Linked DNA regions of Rattus norvegicus: region 2 is linked to region 1. Evidence: chromatin contacts called from public Hi-C data. All regions are on one chromosome and are shown on one strand. Each heading gives the region's core, a stretch centred on a gene start, on an enhancer-like site or on the middle of the called end of the contact. The rest is flanking DNA. Distances are from core to core; before and after follow the strand shown. Region 1 overlaps Myo18b (myosin XVIIIb). Region 2 holds the start of Sez6l (seizure related 6 homolog like).

Region 1 (7,531 bases), core at 1,679-4,178:
GGTTGGGTGCTCCAGGGTTCCCTGAAAGGAAGCCACCATTCACTTGCTGGCTGTTAGTTTTGTTCATTTCCAATGCTGCTTTCTTGGCTTCCTTTGCTCTCATTCACTGTGATGATGCTGGGGTTAAAGGTCAGGACCCTTGCACTCGTCTGAGGCTTCACTGTAGTGAGGAAGACAGGCATGAAAATTAATGCAGCTACACGAGAGAATACGTAGGAAGAAGTGTGGCTGTGGGTACCAGAGAGTGACTTAAAGAGATGTTTGGCCTGAGTCAGGGAAGCCTTTGTTGTAACTAGGGGACACTGGGCCGGGCTGATATTGGGTTTTGAAGGATGAGTAGGAGTTTGCAAAGTAGAGAGAGGAAGAACCAGATAAAGGAACGGACAACAGAAGAGCGTTGCAGGCCAGTGGCCTCTGAGCGTAGCCACATGGATTCTCAATGAGACACTTGCAAATTAAATCCGGGAGTGCAATGAGAAAGATCACCCATCGTGAGAAACCGTCTTCACTCCAGGGACGCGGGCATGGTTCAGTGCATGTGAATCAGTAAATAGGATACATCCCATAAATGGGATCGAGGTCACAGGTCACAGGATCCTCTCCATGGATACGGAAAGGGCTTTAGAGAAAATCCAACATCCCTTCATGATAAAAGTTCTGAGGAGCTGCAGTAGAAGCTGTTTTGGTGGCACTGTGAAGTTAGAGCTGTGGGTTAGAGCCCATAAACCTGCTGAGCATGAAAACCCAAAGCCTTCCCCCAAGGTATCCCCTCTCCACCCCACTCTTCACAGGAGAACGAGTTAGAAGCTGACAGAAGGGGACTGCAGGAGAGAGGGAGTCGGTGTATCATTGCAGTCACGTGATTCTATGACCCATAGGACCCCACCAGAAATTTCAGAGTGGGCAGACACCCTCAGTAGAGAGGCAGGACACAAACCTCAAACACACACACACACACACACACACACACACACACACACACACACACACACACACGGCAGAGCCCTCTTGTGAGCCAATGGCAAACGTCTGAGAAAGAAATGAAGGTCTCGGCCCCGTTCACCACAGCAAACACCTCGCAATAAATGTAACCCGGGAGATGAGAGCCTTTGGCAGCGTGACAGTAAGGAAGAGATCGAAGAAGTCACTAGAAGATGGAAAGACCTCCCACGCTCAGGGATGGGCAGATTAATGTTGTAAGTGGCTGCTGTACAGAGGCCACCTACAGACTCGACGAATCCACCCAGGTTCCAATGCCATTCCTCGCGGACAGAGAGACAACCCTGAACCTCACGCAGAAGCAGAAGAGACCCCGGGTAGCCAAGTGATCCTGAGCAAAACCGTGGGAGGTGCCACACGCCTGATGTGTAGTTAATCTGCAGAGTCAGAATAATGAAAACAAATGGGACAGTCGTGTTGATCAATGGGTAGTCACATACTCAGATCTGAGCCGGTGTACCCACAATGGAAAATACACACAATGGGGAAGAGACATCATCTGGGAAAACTGAGTTGTCCATGTACAGGACGAAGCCCCCACTCCTCACCCCTAAAACACCAACTTCAGATGCACCCCAGACTGTGGTGTGATGGTGAGGCTCTCGCTCTAGAGCTGCTGAAGGAGAACACTCAGTAGGACTCCAGTCACCCAGGGAACAAGACCAACACTGGCAAAGGGACCCTGTGGAAGGGACACAAACAGAAACAAACAAACAAGCAAACCACAACAACAAAAGCCCCACAAAACATGTCTAGCAGAGGACACAAAAGGAAAACATAGCTTACAGAGTGTTAAGAGCTGGCAGAGGATTGTCTAGAATTTGTATCTAGAATACATAAAGAACTCCAAAAATGAGAAATCAAAACACACATCAACAATGAACGAATAAAATGGACACACACACTGCTCAAAAGGCAAAACACAAAAGGCCCACTCAGAACAGCAGTGGTCAAAACAAAACAAAACCCACAAATGCCGGCGGGAACATGCTATAGTGGGAGAGAGTGTGAATGGGTCCAGTCACTCTGGAAGCTGGAGTGGAGGCTCCTTAGGAAACTAAAGTCCACGTGACCCCAGAGGCCATGACAGTGTTGGTGTCTCTATGTGAAGATGTTCTGAGCTGGCCAGCTTTCTCTGTCCCACTGTGTGCTGGCTCTGCCGGGTGTAGCCTGAGGCTCCATGAAGTGCAATGCTGTGCTCTGAACTTCTCAGACAGCCATCCCAAGGGAAGACATCTACCAGTGGGGTGTGTGTGTGTGTGTGTGTGTGTGTGTCACACAGTCTCAAACACTTTAAAGTTAGTGACAGACGTCAGACAAAGAGCAAGCTTTCAGGTCAGATATCTTGGACTCAGCATTGGCTTTGGAAGCCTCACACAGGAGTGAGTATAGTGTTAGCTTGTTCTTTTTCCTTGCTGTCTAATACTCCCACCCTGGGCTCTAGACCCACCGCCTCCCGTGTAGCCTTTCTTCTTCTGCTTCTCAGTTTTCTTGGGGGGTGTTGTATTCACTCATCTGACTTATTTCTGGTTTCACGGGTTTTTTTTTACCCAAGAGCAGATGGGTCAGGACATTATTTGGAGTTGCTTAGAGAACAATGGGCTCTCTAACCGTCACCCTGAGCTCTTCTCACTTGGCAGGAGTATCTCTCCTTGTTCATTCACATTCTCTGTTTCCTAAGAGACATGGGTTGCAGGAGAGAGAAAGGGGTCTCCCCTCCCCTCTCACGAAAGCTAAGTGCTTCAGTGATGGGCTCTACCTGTTATTCAAAATCCAGTGCTCCTTGGCTGCTGACACTGGGATCCAGGATAATCTCACCATCTGTCCTCTGAGCGCCCTCTCCTGCTCCCTTGGAATCTCATAAATAACCGAGCCTTTGTTGGGTGGCGCCTTCCTCCCCCCTTGTCTGCTGTGGTGGAGCGGCTGCAGTTGCTAGGCTCAGCTCCTGGTTGCTAGGGACTTGGTGGTTCTGTGGTGGCCCAGAAATATGACAGAGAGGTGGGACATGCTTCTGCTGTTAATTGAAACGCTTCCAAGGCGAATCTCTCAGTGTCACCACCTGCTTTGATGTTGTTCCAATTGGCTGAGGAGCCTCTCCAGTGTCTCAGCTATCTGAGGCGGCTGGAGTGGAAAAGAATCAGCGTGGGCGGGAATTGGGGAAGCCTCCTGCCTTCCCTGCAGTCAATTTGCTGTGTGACCTTTGGCCTATGCCGTGCCCTCTCTGGGCACGAAACTCTACAGAATTCAAGGACCTGTCAGCTCTAACAGGCTCTCCTGCCCTGTGTCACCCAGATTCTCTACTTGGACCAGGTACAAATTGGTCTCTCATTATGTGCTGTGGCAGGTTATTGACAAAAGGGCTCCCGTTCCCGCCTCACTTTCTCTGCCTTCCAGGTTTCTGGGCAGTGTGTCCTCAGCCAGATGGCTCATACATAGAACTTCCAAATTAATTTTAATATTCAGACAAATATAATTAGAACTATAAATCTGAAGAATAAAGAGAAAAAAAATGCCACTTGAAGCTCAGTAACTCACGAACCTACCAGTGGGCCATTCCTTTTCTGCTTCAAATTCTCCAGAAATTTCCCTTTGTCCCACAGAAGGTGCCAAGCAAGCCCCATGTTGGCTCCTGAGGTAGATCTTGGGGTGTGGTGGCCAATGGTGGCCTTCTGAAGTGAGTCTGGCTTGCTGTGGGATCTTGACTGATTAGTGATGTCTGCCATGGGTCCAGAAATCTAAGTGGGTCCATGTGTCAGTCCTTAACCATGGTGATGGGAAACCATTGCTCCTTAGGCTGACCGTTGACTGTCTCGGGCCTGCCTGGCCTGCCTTCCTCCTTTACCTCTCTCATGTGTGACCTCCGCTGGTCAGTCACACTCGCCCCCGTGTGCGGCCCTCTGCCCCATACACATGATCAGTTTCCACATTAACTTTTATAAAGATTTATTTATGTCTATGAGTGCACTGTCGCTGTCTTCAGACACACCCGAAGAGGCCATCGGACCCCATTACAGTTGGCTGTGAGCCACCATGTGGTTGCTGGGAATTGAACTCAGGACCTTTGGAAGAGCATCAGTGTTCTTAACCGCTGAGCCATCTCTCCAGCCCCCACCCCCCAATCTACCTTTCAAGCTCTCGCCCCAGGTTCTGCTCCTCCTCCGTGATCTCCTGTGTCCCACTTAGACCTGGGTCCGCCATACAGCCTGTCCCCATACCCGCTGCTTCTTGTTCCCATCTCTTCTGCCTCGAGAGGCTCCAGGGCTGTGCTCCTGCTCCTTTATCTGGCATCCAGACCAGAGCCCTGACAAATCCTTCCAGAGTGAATAAAACCTGCCCCATACCCCAAACCAGACACAAATGACATTTACCACCTTCCTGGAAGTCTCAATGAGGCTGCCAAATCAGCCCTGCTTAACCGTGGGTAATTTAGTGCAGCCATAAACCGACCGTATGCCCGGCAGACTGACCTCGGCTCTGAGCTGTGAATTCCAGTCTCCACCATGACGGCCTTTCTCTTCTCTCCCCTCCCCCAGCCTGAAGACAAGCAGAAGGCAGCCACAGCATTCTCCCAGCTCCGGGGTGCCATGGAGCTGCTGGGCATCTTGGAGGGAGAGCAGCGAGCCATCTGGCGGGTACTGGCGGCCATCTATCACCTGGGTGCGGCAGGGGCATGCAAAGGTACCGTCCTTCCTGCAGCTATCTGCTGTGGTGTGTGTCTCGGGGCTCCCCAGTGATCTTGAACACGTGCTGTCCATGAGAACCTGTCACACTGATGGGACCCTGTAAGTCACCCCTGCTGTCACAGTGGTCATGAGGCACATAGGGCCATGGAGCACCTGAAATGTAGCTCATGGCTAAGGGACTGAGCTTAGAATTGTGAATAATTGTGTGTGAGTGTGTGTGTGTGTGCACATGCATGTGCATATGTGTGTTCATGTATGTGTGTATAGTGTATGTTTATATATGTGTATGCACATGCATGTGTGTGAATGTAGTGTGTCGTGTGTATGTATGTATGTGCATGCATATGTAGTGCTTGGTGTGTATGTATCTGTTTGCATGTCTGTATATATGTATATATGTATGAATGTATATGTGTGCATGTATATATGTGTATGTGTGGTGTATATGTATGTGTGTAGTGTATATATATAATATATGCATGCATGTATGTGTGTGTACATGTATGTATGTGTGTAGGACAGAGGAAACCTTAGGATTGATTGCTTAGATGCTGTTCTCCTCAGGTTTTCAGACAGGTGTCTCACTGGCATGAAGCTGCTTGGTCAGGGTAGGCTGGCTGGGGCACCCGGGGATCCTCCTGCCTCTGCCTCTGCAGCTCTGGGCTAGCATCAGGCCTCTATGCCCGGTTCATGCACACACATGCTAGGGATTGAACTCAGGTCCTCAGCCTAGTACAGCAGGGATTTGCACACTGAGTCATCTCTCCAGCCCTGGGTTGGGTGTGATTTTAATGACTAAGTTGCCAGTGGCTTCTGCTGGCCAGAGCAGCCCTAAGCTTTGAGCAGGGGCTGCCCATGTGATGAATGGCTGTCCCTGCCACACGTACCGGGCTCTGCCATTTGTGCTCATGGTCTGGTACCTCGACAAATGTCCGCCATCTTGATGACATAAATAACAGGAACCCAACCTCTCTCCTCTCAGTGCCAGGAGTCTGGAGCAGGCTATCTGCAGCCACATCCCATGAAGGCTCTAGGGAGGCCCTTTCCCGTCCACTCTGTGGCTCTGGCATATCTCCATGGTGATGTCACCTTTTCCTCTTCTCTGCCACCATGTGCGTTGCCTTCTGGGTTCTCGAGTCCTCTTTGGTAGCTTCTCAGATTATGGGTCCTTGGGCGAACACAGATAGCTTTGGCTTTACTGCAGATGTGGGCGGGGTCACTCCCTGGAGTTCATGACCAACACTTGGCTCTGATAGGCTAGGGCTCCTTGATTAACAGCCTCAGGCTGTATTCGATTGGGGAGGGGGTATCTGAAGGAGGCTTCCTGCTGTCTTGGACAGATTCAGTAGAAGAGGAGAAGGTGGTGGGTGAGGAGGAAGATTAGGATGAGGAAGAAGAAGATGATGATGATGGGGGGGGGGAAGAGGAAGAGGAAGGTAGAGGAGATGGTGGACCAGTCCAGCAGACACCCTGCCCTGCCTTCCCACGCCAACTGAGTATTCTTTGCCCCCAACTGCAGAGGAGACCACAGGGCCATGGTAAAAGGGCTCAGCTCAACTCGCTCTCCTCCTGGGACAGGTGGGAATTTCCTCCAATGTGCACTCAGGGGCTTCCCTTGTGTGGACATGCCAGGATAAGAGAAAAATCCGCGTCTATAAATATTTTATTAACTCATGATTACGGCAGTAATTCCTTCTGCCTCCCCCTCCTACCCCACCCTCTACATTATTTTATGGAGAGCCGTATGTCGGTCTGCTCGGAAGCCCTGCCCCGTGATTTACTGTATTTTTCAGCTTTGGAAGATTTCATAATGGGTTGTTCTAGAATCAGCTATTAAAAACCCACAGTCATGTGTAAACGTCCCTGCTTTGTGTCACAACAGATCGCTCCGAAATATATTAGGTTCATTTTCATTAATCAAGGATCCTCCTTTGCTTCCTCAGCTCGCTTCAGAAGCCTGGATCCTGCTAGTCAGAACCAGCATGGTCTGGGTGGGGAGATGAGGGGTCTCATGACTGGATGCAGGGTTTGTGAAGTGACCAAGTGTGACAGTTTTGCACTGATGCTCTTCACTGAGAGGCGTCCACTAGATTCTTGCAAATTGTACTGTGCATGAGGGTTCAGAGTTGACCGCTGGGAAGCTCCATGCCCGGGGCTTTGAGGTGGCTTGGTTGGTAAAGTGGCAGACATGCAAACACAGAGACCCGAGCTCCAGATACCAAGGCTCAGAGATGTTCTTCTGTGGTGTCAAAAGCCAACAGCATCTGGAAGTGTTGACCTTGGGAACTGTCTCTAAAATTTCCTTGAATCTGCTTGGCTGTGCTCACGCCAGGGTGCCAGGAGAACCACCCTCTTTTGTATGGGTCTTTCCTTGGTTCCACCCAACCCCCTGATGTCCCCAACAACACTCTGTTTGGGACACTGACCTATGGGGACATCTTTAAGTTGAGGCTGTGGGTGTTCCTGGGACCAGTCTGACCTTCTCGGCTGAGGTGATAGTCTGATCTTGGGGACTCAGTATTGTCCTCTGTAAAATGTGACAGTAGTGCCCATGTCAGCACACTTGTGAGACTGACTCTCTTAGTCAGGGTTTCTATTCCTGCACAAAACATCATGACCAAGAAGCAAGTTGGGGAGGAAAGGGTTTATTCAGCTCACACTTCCACATTGCTGTTCATCACCAAAGGAAGTCAGGACTGGAACTCCAGCAGGTCAAGAAGCAGGAGCTGATGCAGAGGCTGTGGAGGGATGTTACTTACTGGCTTGCTTCACCTGGCTGGCTCAGCCTGCTCTCTTATAGAACCCAGGACCACCAGCCCAGGGATGGCCCCACCCACAATGAGATGGGT
Region 2 (7,531 bases), core at 2,389-4,888, 290 kb after region 1:
CACAGTCATTAGTAGGAACATATTTAAACTGCAGGCTGTAACGTTTTGAAGCCCAGACTTCCAGACGCTGTGTGAAACTGATTCCCTGGCACAGAGCATTGGTCAGCTGGAAAGGACATGGGCATTTGGGTTGGCAGGCATCACTAGACAGCCCTAGAAAGCAAGAGATGATATCCACCGTGTTTGTGGCCTGATGTACTGTTTGACATCTAAGAACCATTCATTGAATGCAAAGAAAATGGGATGGTGGGTAGATAGATGGGCAGATGGACAGAGTGATAAATAGTGAATAGGGAAACAGAAGGAAGAAATGATGGGGCAGAGGGAAGGGAAGGGGGAAGGAGAGGCTAGTGGGTAGATCATGATGCTTGGATGGGACAGTATGTGATGTACCTTCATACTGTGAAGAGACAAACAGCTAGATGGAAAGGTAGTGCATTATAAATGGATGGTTAGAATGGGAGGATGGAGAGACAGACGGCTGGACACATTAATGAATGGGAGGAATGGATGGGTGTATAGATGTACAGCTGGGTGTGTGGATTGTTGGGATGAGTGGATAGTGAGTGGATGGATGGATTATGGATGGATGAATGGATGGGTGAATGGATGGATGGATGGGTGTGTAGATGGATGGATGGATTATGGATGGGTAGATGAATGATGGATGGATTTGTGGATGAGTGGATGGATGGATGGATGAATGATGGATGGATTTGTGGATGAGTGGATGGATGGATGGATGGATGATGGATTTGTGGATGGTGGATGGATGGATGGATGGATGGATGGATTTGTGGATGGGTATGCCAATGGGTAGATAGTGCATGGGTTGGATAGAATAGATGGTGAGTGCTTGGATGGTTATGACCAGATGGGTGGGTTGGTGGATGTATGGGTGGGTGGATGGATGAGTGGATGGATGGGTGGGTGAGTGGATAGATTGAGAGACCAACTCCAGAGAGGCTACACACTCACTCACAGAAAGACACTCAGAAAGGCAGAGAAAAGGTCAGAAGCTCCAGCTTCCTCTCCACTCAGTGTTGATAACAATTGCTCAGACTGAGGCCAAGCCCCAGACTATGCTTTGAGCTGACCTACCCCTGAGGTCCTCTCCTCACCCTGTAAGCCTGCACAGTGCATCCTGTCACAGTTTGAGGATACTGTTGCACATTGTCACTCCACATGGAAGGCATCATTTTTATTCCTACTCCTCTGGAAGAGGCAACTAGAACCCAAAGAACACAAGTCCCTTGTTCTTGGCCTTCTGCGAAGGCATAGCTGAGACCAGGGTCCAGCCTTTGTCCTCACTGCTGATTTTAACTGCACAAAGGGGATTGCACACACACAGCAGGATGTAGGGAGGTCGGACCTACAGGCTCACTCCAACTGCAGGAAAAGAACCTGGGGTTCTCAACCCAACTGGCAGTGGGCACAGGAGGTCCCCACTGATCCCCCTCCCCCAAGCGAAGGCCAGGCATTATCTGGCAGTAGACAGAGCACAAACCTGGGCACAGCTGGACCGTGCATGGTGTTGAGCGTGTCACCTCACCTCCCCACACCTCAGTTTGCTCTTCTTTAAAATGGGTCTGGCAGTGGGGAAGACCCTCCCCCCCCGCCCCATAAGCTACTTCTGTTCCCCCTCTGACCCCAGCTGGATCTCCTTTCTGGTGACCTTCATCTGCCCGACACTCTCAACACTGTGTCTTCAGACTACTGCCTTTCCCCCCTTTACAGTTTGAGCACACGTGGAACTAGTTAACTCCTGCTGTGGGCTCAGTGGGTTGAGAGTCTATGGCACTGTTGTGTCTCCCCTCCCTGACTAAGAGGTGACTGCAATGATGGACTTCTAGCTGCCTGCTGGGAGTAGGGGAGAGGGTGAACATCCAAGAGGAGCCACCATGTCTCAGCCCAGAGGCAGCCACCTTGTTGCAAGGAAGGATTGTGTTTGGGGACAGGAGTCTGATTTTCAACCCAGGCCCGGCTTTGAATCCATCCACCCTATCACATCCTGGGTGAGTGGCTTTGGTCAAGCGGGTTCCAGGGGAGATATTGATGATCACCGCGATCACTGCCGATCATTATCAAATTGAAACAGAGACCACTCCAGAGTCTGGCAAGCCGTGGGTACTGACAAGCCTTCCTACCCTGCTCTCCTATCTCCGTTCTCCCCTCCGTGTTTCTGTATCCCTGCCCTCTGCTTCTGATCCTCAGGGTTTACTGAACGTCCTGCTGCTAGTCCTAGGCAGGCCTGAGAGTGAGGGGGTGGGCCAGGCCCCTCTTCACAATGGGCCCACCCTCATGCTTCAAGACAGGACAGCATGTCATTCCCCTAGAGGAGGAACCAGGACTCCTGCATGTCCTTCTCAAACACCCCCCCCCCCCCACACACACACACTTTCTGAGACTTGACTGGCCAGGCAGAAAGCTTCCTTCAGCCCAGATGAGTATGGAGGAAAGAGGATTCCCTCCATCACCTTCAGCCCTCTAATCTGGGCTTCAGGCAAAGAGCATCCCAAGAGTGAGTGAGGGGGTCCTCGGGAACCAGGAGCAGAAGAGTCCCTCCTCCTCCCTGCTCCCCTCCCACCTCCCATGCTCTCCCCTCACCACACTCCTTTTTCAGGGATTCCCAGTCTCTCCACTCTGCTAAAGACTTTTTTTAACCCCCAATTGCTACAACCTTCTCTCCATCTGCTCCCTGCTTGAGCAGAGTGTCAAAGTAGGGTGGGGGAGGGAAAGGCGTCTAACTTGGGGTGAGGGGCCTGGGAAGCCAGCTGGGCCTGTTAAACTCTGCAGAACAAGGAGAGCAGTCTCCCTTGGTGTGAGGCATCTCCCGCCTGGCCCTTGGCCAACGCCTGGCTATAAGTGGCTGCTTGTCTTCCTCACCCACTGCGCCCCATCTCCTCTGTTTATGGAAGAAAGACGCGTTGCTAGAGAATTTGAACTGGACAGAGGCAGTCAGAGGATGGGCCTAGACCCAAAGCTTTCGCTGGGGGGATGGGGAAGGGGGAGGTAAAACAGGGCTCAGACTCTGGAAGCTCGAAGGATCTGCAGGGCCCTGTTGAGAGTGCTAATGTAGCAGATGGAGCTGCAGTCATAAAATGGGTGGTGGGTCTTCACCTAAGAGTCTGTGGCTGGGCGTTTCCAAGGTGAAGAACCTCTTGGTATCAGACAGGATTCCGTGGACCTGTGTATTGGTCCAGCGAGGTCCCTGGATGCAATCGGTGTGGCTTCCTAGGTCACCAGGACTCTCTGTGGAAGCACCAAGGCATTCGGCGGATAGGGAAGAGTGGGGGAGGGGAGGAAAGGGTGGAGGCGGGTGGGGCCCTCAGGGGCCAGAGAGGGCTGTACAGTGGGGATACAGGCCAGGCTGCTGGCGGACTGGGTTTGCAAGGACACATCGGGCACTCTTCCGCCTCATCTGACTGTCCCAGCATCCTCAAAGAGAGTGGGGACCACTCGGGACCGGGCGACATCACCAACTTCTCAGGGCCGGAGGGCCAGGCTACCCCGGAACGGCCCTCGGCCGCCTCCTCGTGCTCACTTCCCTAGCTCGCTCGTTCGCTCTCTCTCTCCTGCTAGCTCGCTCGGGCCCCAGCCCCCGCCCTCCGCTCGCTCGCCGCCCGCGGCTCCTCCTCACTCGTCCGTCGCCCGCGCCCGGTGCAGCTCGGCCAGAGCCACGGCGGGCTGCGTGTCCGCCAGGAGCCGCTGCCCTGATCCTACTGCCCGGATCCCTCTGCCTGAATCCCGCTGCACCAATCCCTCTGTCTGGACCTCGCTCTGGGGTCCGGCTGCTCAGAGCCTTCGGTCCAGATCTCTCCCTCTCCCTGGACCGCACTGCCTGATTCCGGCTGCCCGATCCTTCTGCCTTGATCCCACCGCACGGATCCCTCTGCCTGGACCGGCCACACGGATCTCTCTGTGCCGACCCCGGCTCCGTAGCTACAATGACTGTGGCACCGCCACAAGCCGCGGGACCCGACAGGATCTCTCTGCTCCTGGTCGCCTTGCTTCTGGGGAGCCCCGTGGCAGCTCGGGCGGAAGGTAAGAACCCTGAGGGCCCCGGCCCAAAGAGGGTAAAGTTGTTGCGGCTGACCCGAGCGGTCGGGGGTCTCGGCTGGTCCGGGAACACTCGCGCCACCCACGGGACCTTCCGGAATCCGGGCTGGGCACCTCGTCCCTGCCGGAGAGCGGAGGCGGGGACGCATCTGAAGGACTCCCGCCTTGGGTTGCGGGTCCTTCGTCGGTCTCTGGGCTGAGGACAGACTCCCTTTTGCAGTCCGGAAAAGCTTCCCGGAGAAGCTCCTGGGAGTGGGGTCCTCTCCAAACCTCCAGATTCTGGAAGCTCTCTGCAACTGCACCCAGGGCTGGCTGCCAGGCTATTCTGCCAAGCTCTGTGGAAGAAGATAGGTATAGGAAGCGGACAGCTGACTGCCTGTCTCCAGAACCAGATTCCCTCCCATCCCACCATCCCACGCTGTCTCGGACTATTCGGAGGGGTTGTCTCCTGGATAGAACCTAGCCAGGTGTCAGAAAATTGGACTTGGGTGTGGCTTCCTCCGATGGAGGGGAGCTCAGGGCTCCCAGAAGTTGGTGAGAAGAGAGATGTTAGAACCTCGGGGGATGGGCCCCTTTTTTGCCCTCTACAGTCTCATGGATATTAGGAATGAAGAGAGGGTGCTAGTAAACCCCACGTGCTTGCAGCTTAGGAAGGAGGGACTGAGTTTGTGGAGATTGTCGGTTCCTTCATCTACCTGGGGTACACCTTCGCTCCACCCTGCTGGGGTCCCAGGAAGTTATAGTGAGATGCTGAAGTGTCGAGAGAAGGGAGGCAAATAACTCACCGAAACCTGACCCCACCCCCAGCCCCGGAGCTATGAGGTGAGCTAAAGACATCTGGAGAGCCTACTGTGTCAGCTATCGGGGTTGGACCACTTAACCTCCCATTCTCTTGGCAAGGTGTTTCCTCTCGTGGTAACTTACAAAACAAAGCTGGGAGTCTGCCTGAGCTGGTCACAGCCTGGGGCGCTCATCCCCCACCCCTGTCCATCTGGAGTTCCATTTCATTGGGGTCTTCTTGGTCTGGAATTCTGGAAACAGACACGCATTGCCGCTTCACCGCGGGGAATTCTGGGCCCCTGAGTTCAGCACCAGAGTCCCCGGACAGCTCTCGGCTCCAGGCCCTAGCTCTGGGTCCCATCTCTTGCTCAGGGCCTGGAGTGCCCTCCTCAGCATACATTAGGCCTTTTATTCCCAGTCTGTTGGGCCCAGAAATGAACAAGGGGAATGATTTGCCCTCCTTTATTTAACAGAAGATATAATTAAGAACACCTCCCGCCCCCACCCCTTGTGAGACAATGGTATTTCCAATTTACACCATGTCTGGGCAGCTTCCCTAGAAAAGATGGGAAAAGAGATTTGGTTTGAATCAATGGTCTCTACCCAGCATGCCCTTTCTTAATTAGCTGCCTCTTTCCAACAATCTCGTGGTGGCCTTGAACCGGATCCAGATTGCCCTGCCCCAGCTCTTAAATACACATACACACACACACACACACACACACACACACACACACACACACACACACACTGAACAAACAGAACTCAAAGATGTCCAGAGGCTCACCATCTTCCCAAAGTGACCCTACCTCTGAGTTCGACATTCTTCTCTAAGGCATCACCATGGGCATGGGGGTGGGGTCCTAATGGCATGTAGGAAAATGTCACCCAAGATCAGAATCCTGTATCCTGATTCCTCAGTATGTGCCAGAGTGTAGGAGGGAGAGCAGGATGTGTGCGTTTGTGATTTCAGTTTTTAGACATTTTATATTTTGCAACTGCCCCACACCGTGGTTGGTGAGCATATAGTTTTAATTAACTTCAGGTCACTGCCAAATTAAAGTCCACCAATGTACTTCATCCAAAGGCTCGTTACTAACCGTGGGGTTCCAACTGAGTCATAAGAAGGGAGCTAGGGTAGCCCACGGGCACTGCCAGTTCTCATGGTCCATTTGGAAACAATTGATCTTCTGCAATAAATTCTATTTTTAGCCGGCAGCTCATATCCACAAACCAGAGAGGAGAGGCACCAGAGGAGCCCAGGGTTGCAGACTTGTCTTCCTGCTTGCGGTGCGAGGGGTGGGAACTTGTTGCAATGTTCCTATGCAGGGTGCGCATTCTCTGGGCCGTGGTTGCTGAGAATAAAATGTAGCTTGTTTTTCTAAGAGGGCCTTTGTGGCCTAAGACGTGCACGTGAGAGTAATGCACATATAAGCTAAGACTGCAGAGACTGACGTTTCTTTTCTTTTTCCCCTTGGACTAACAAAGCAAATTCAGTATTTTTCAGTAAGCCTCTGACATGTAGTGATAGGTATCATTGTTACGTTGGTGTACTTCCGTATGAATTTGCTATCCTTTCGCAAGGAGTTTTGGCTGCCCCCACCAGAGACGGCCGGACCCAAACTTGAAAGATTCATCTTTTATCCACACAGTTCTGCTGGGCATTAGGGAACAATACCGACTTCCTTTCCTTCCTCTTCCATGTCAGAAAAAGATATTTCCTGAACAATTTGGTTTATGACTTTGGGTTAGGAGTCCGTTCCTGCAAGCCGTTTTCAAGGGAGCGCAGTATACAGGTTCTCCTGTGTGCCGGTTGAGGCGGCATGGCAGGCCCATACTGCATACCTCCACTAGGGGCGCTCAAAGCTGCAGCTGGTGACTGAGGGCAGGAAGGAGGCAAACACGTGTATGTCCAGTTGAAAGCTAGGGTGTTCCTCAGCCTGGTAGCTTGAGCACCTGGCTCTACACCCTCCGGCTGGAGGTACTTGGTCCTTATTTCTCAGGGAGAGATTACTGCCGGCTTTTGGCATACAGTGAAAAGGGGGATGCAGAGAGGGGAAGTTTGCAGAGGATGCTCTCCTGGAAAGTGTCATTGCAACTCAGACTCCAGCTCCCGTTTGGACTCCGCTATAGAGGCAATTGCAAAACGAGGGCCGCGCAAGGCTGCTCTGGTGAGCGGTCGGGCTGAATTTGAAAAGCAGATCAACAGGGTTCAGGAAATTTTTTTGAAAATCAGAGCTGCTTCAGCCCAAGATCTCAGTCTGTTCATTGCTTAGGTGCGCTCGACCTTCAGAGAGATCATCTTGACTGGGACTCTATTCTGCCATCTGTGGGACATAAATAGAATGGGGGCTGATGGGATCAACCTGGAAGGGTAGTTGTAGGATTCGGTAACTCGTGTAAAAGGAACTAGCATACGTTCGCACACAGGCAATGGTTTCCTAGTCTCCTAAGAGCAAACTTCCTTCCAAACAAACAAACCAAGTTGGGGAGGAGGGCCAGCAGGCAGCCGTACTTCCCTGTCCACCGCCATTTAGAGAGGGGGATCTCAGTAGCACACAGTGTAAACTGCTTTTCTTCCCAGACACGGGACACTGCATGGCTTTGAACCCATGACCAGGAATCACAGTTAATGGCAACAAAAGATGACAGATTGGAAAGATGACATTAGAGGGCCGTCCTGTGTGCCAGT

What was found. Hi-C and Micro-C count contacts between places; a contact is called where the count stands out from the background.
Region 2: a Hi-C map of prefrontal cortex shows a contact between it and region 1, with 2.4 times the contacts expected there. The contact joins the promoter of Sez6l here to the enhancer-like site in region 1. A contact is called at or near these places in 2 of 12 Hi-C or Micro-C datasets (frontal cortex and prefrontal cortex) and 1 of 1 datasets of contacts at active chromatin or transcription factors (oligodendrocytes).

Annotation. Positions count from the first base shown.
Region 1 is chr12:49,434,358-49,441,888 of GRCr8, forward strand. Myo18b (myosin XVIIIb) reads left to right here. Exons shown (of 42, transcript XM_006249578.5): 10 at 4,533-4,677. It overlaps LOC134481310 (a long non-coding RNA gene), which reads right to left. Exons shown (of 2, transcript XR_010056820.1): 2 at 7,312-7,420. Among named protein-coding and RNA genes, the nearest start is that of Myo18b, 17 kb to the left of the region's middle. Within about 2 kb of position 2,929, at least 15 of the 93 cell types and tissues checked have an H3K27ac peak or open chromatin away from gene starts, as enhancers often do. A contact at or near this core is called in prefrontal cortex, where this site is marked.
Region 2 is chr12:49,721,692-49,729,222 of GRCr8, forward strand. Sez6l (seizure related 6 homolog like) reads left to right here and starts at 3,639. Exons shown (of 17, transcript NM_001415748.1): 1 at 3,639-4,044. The coding sequence starts at 3,948.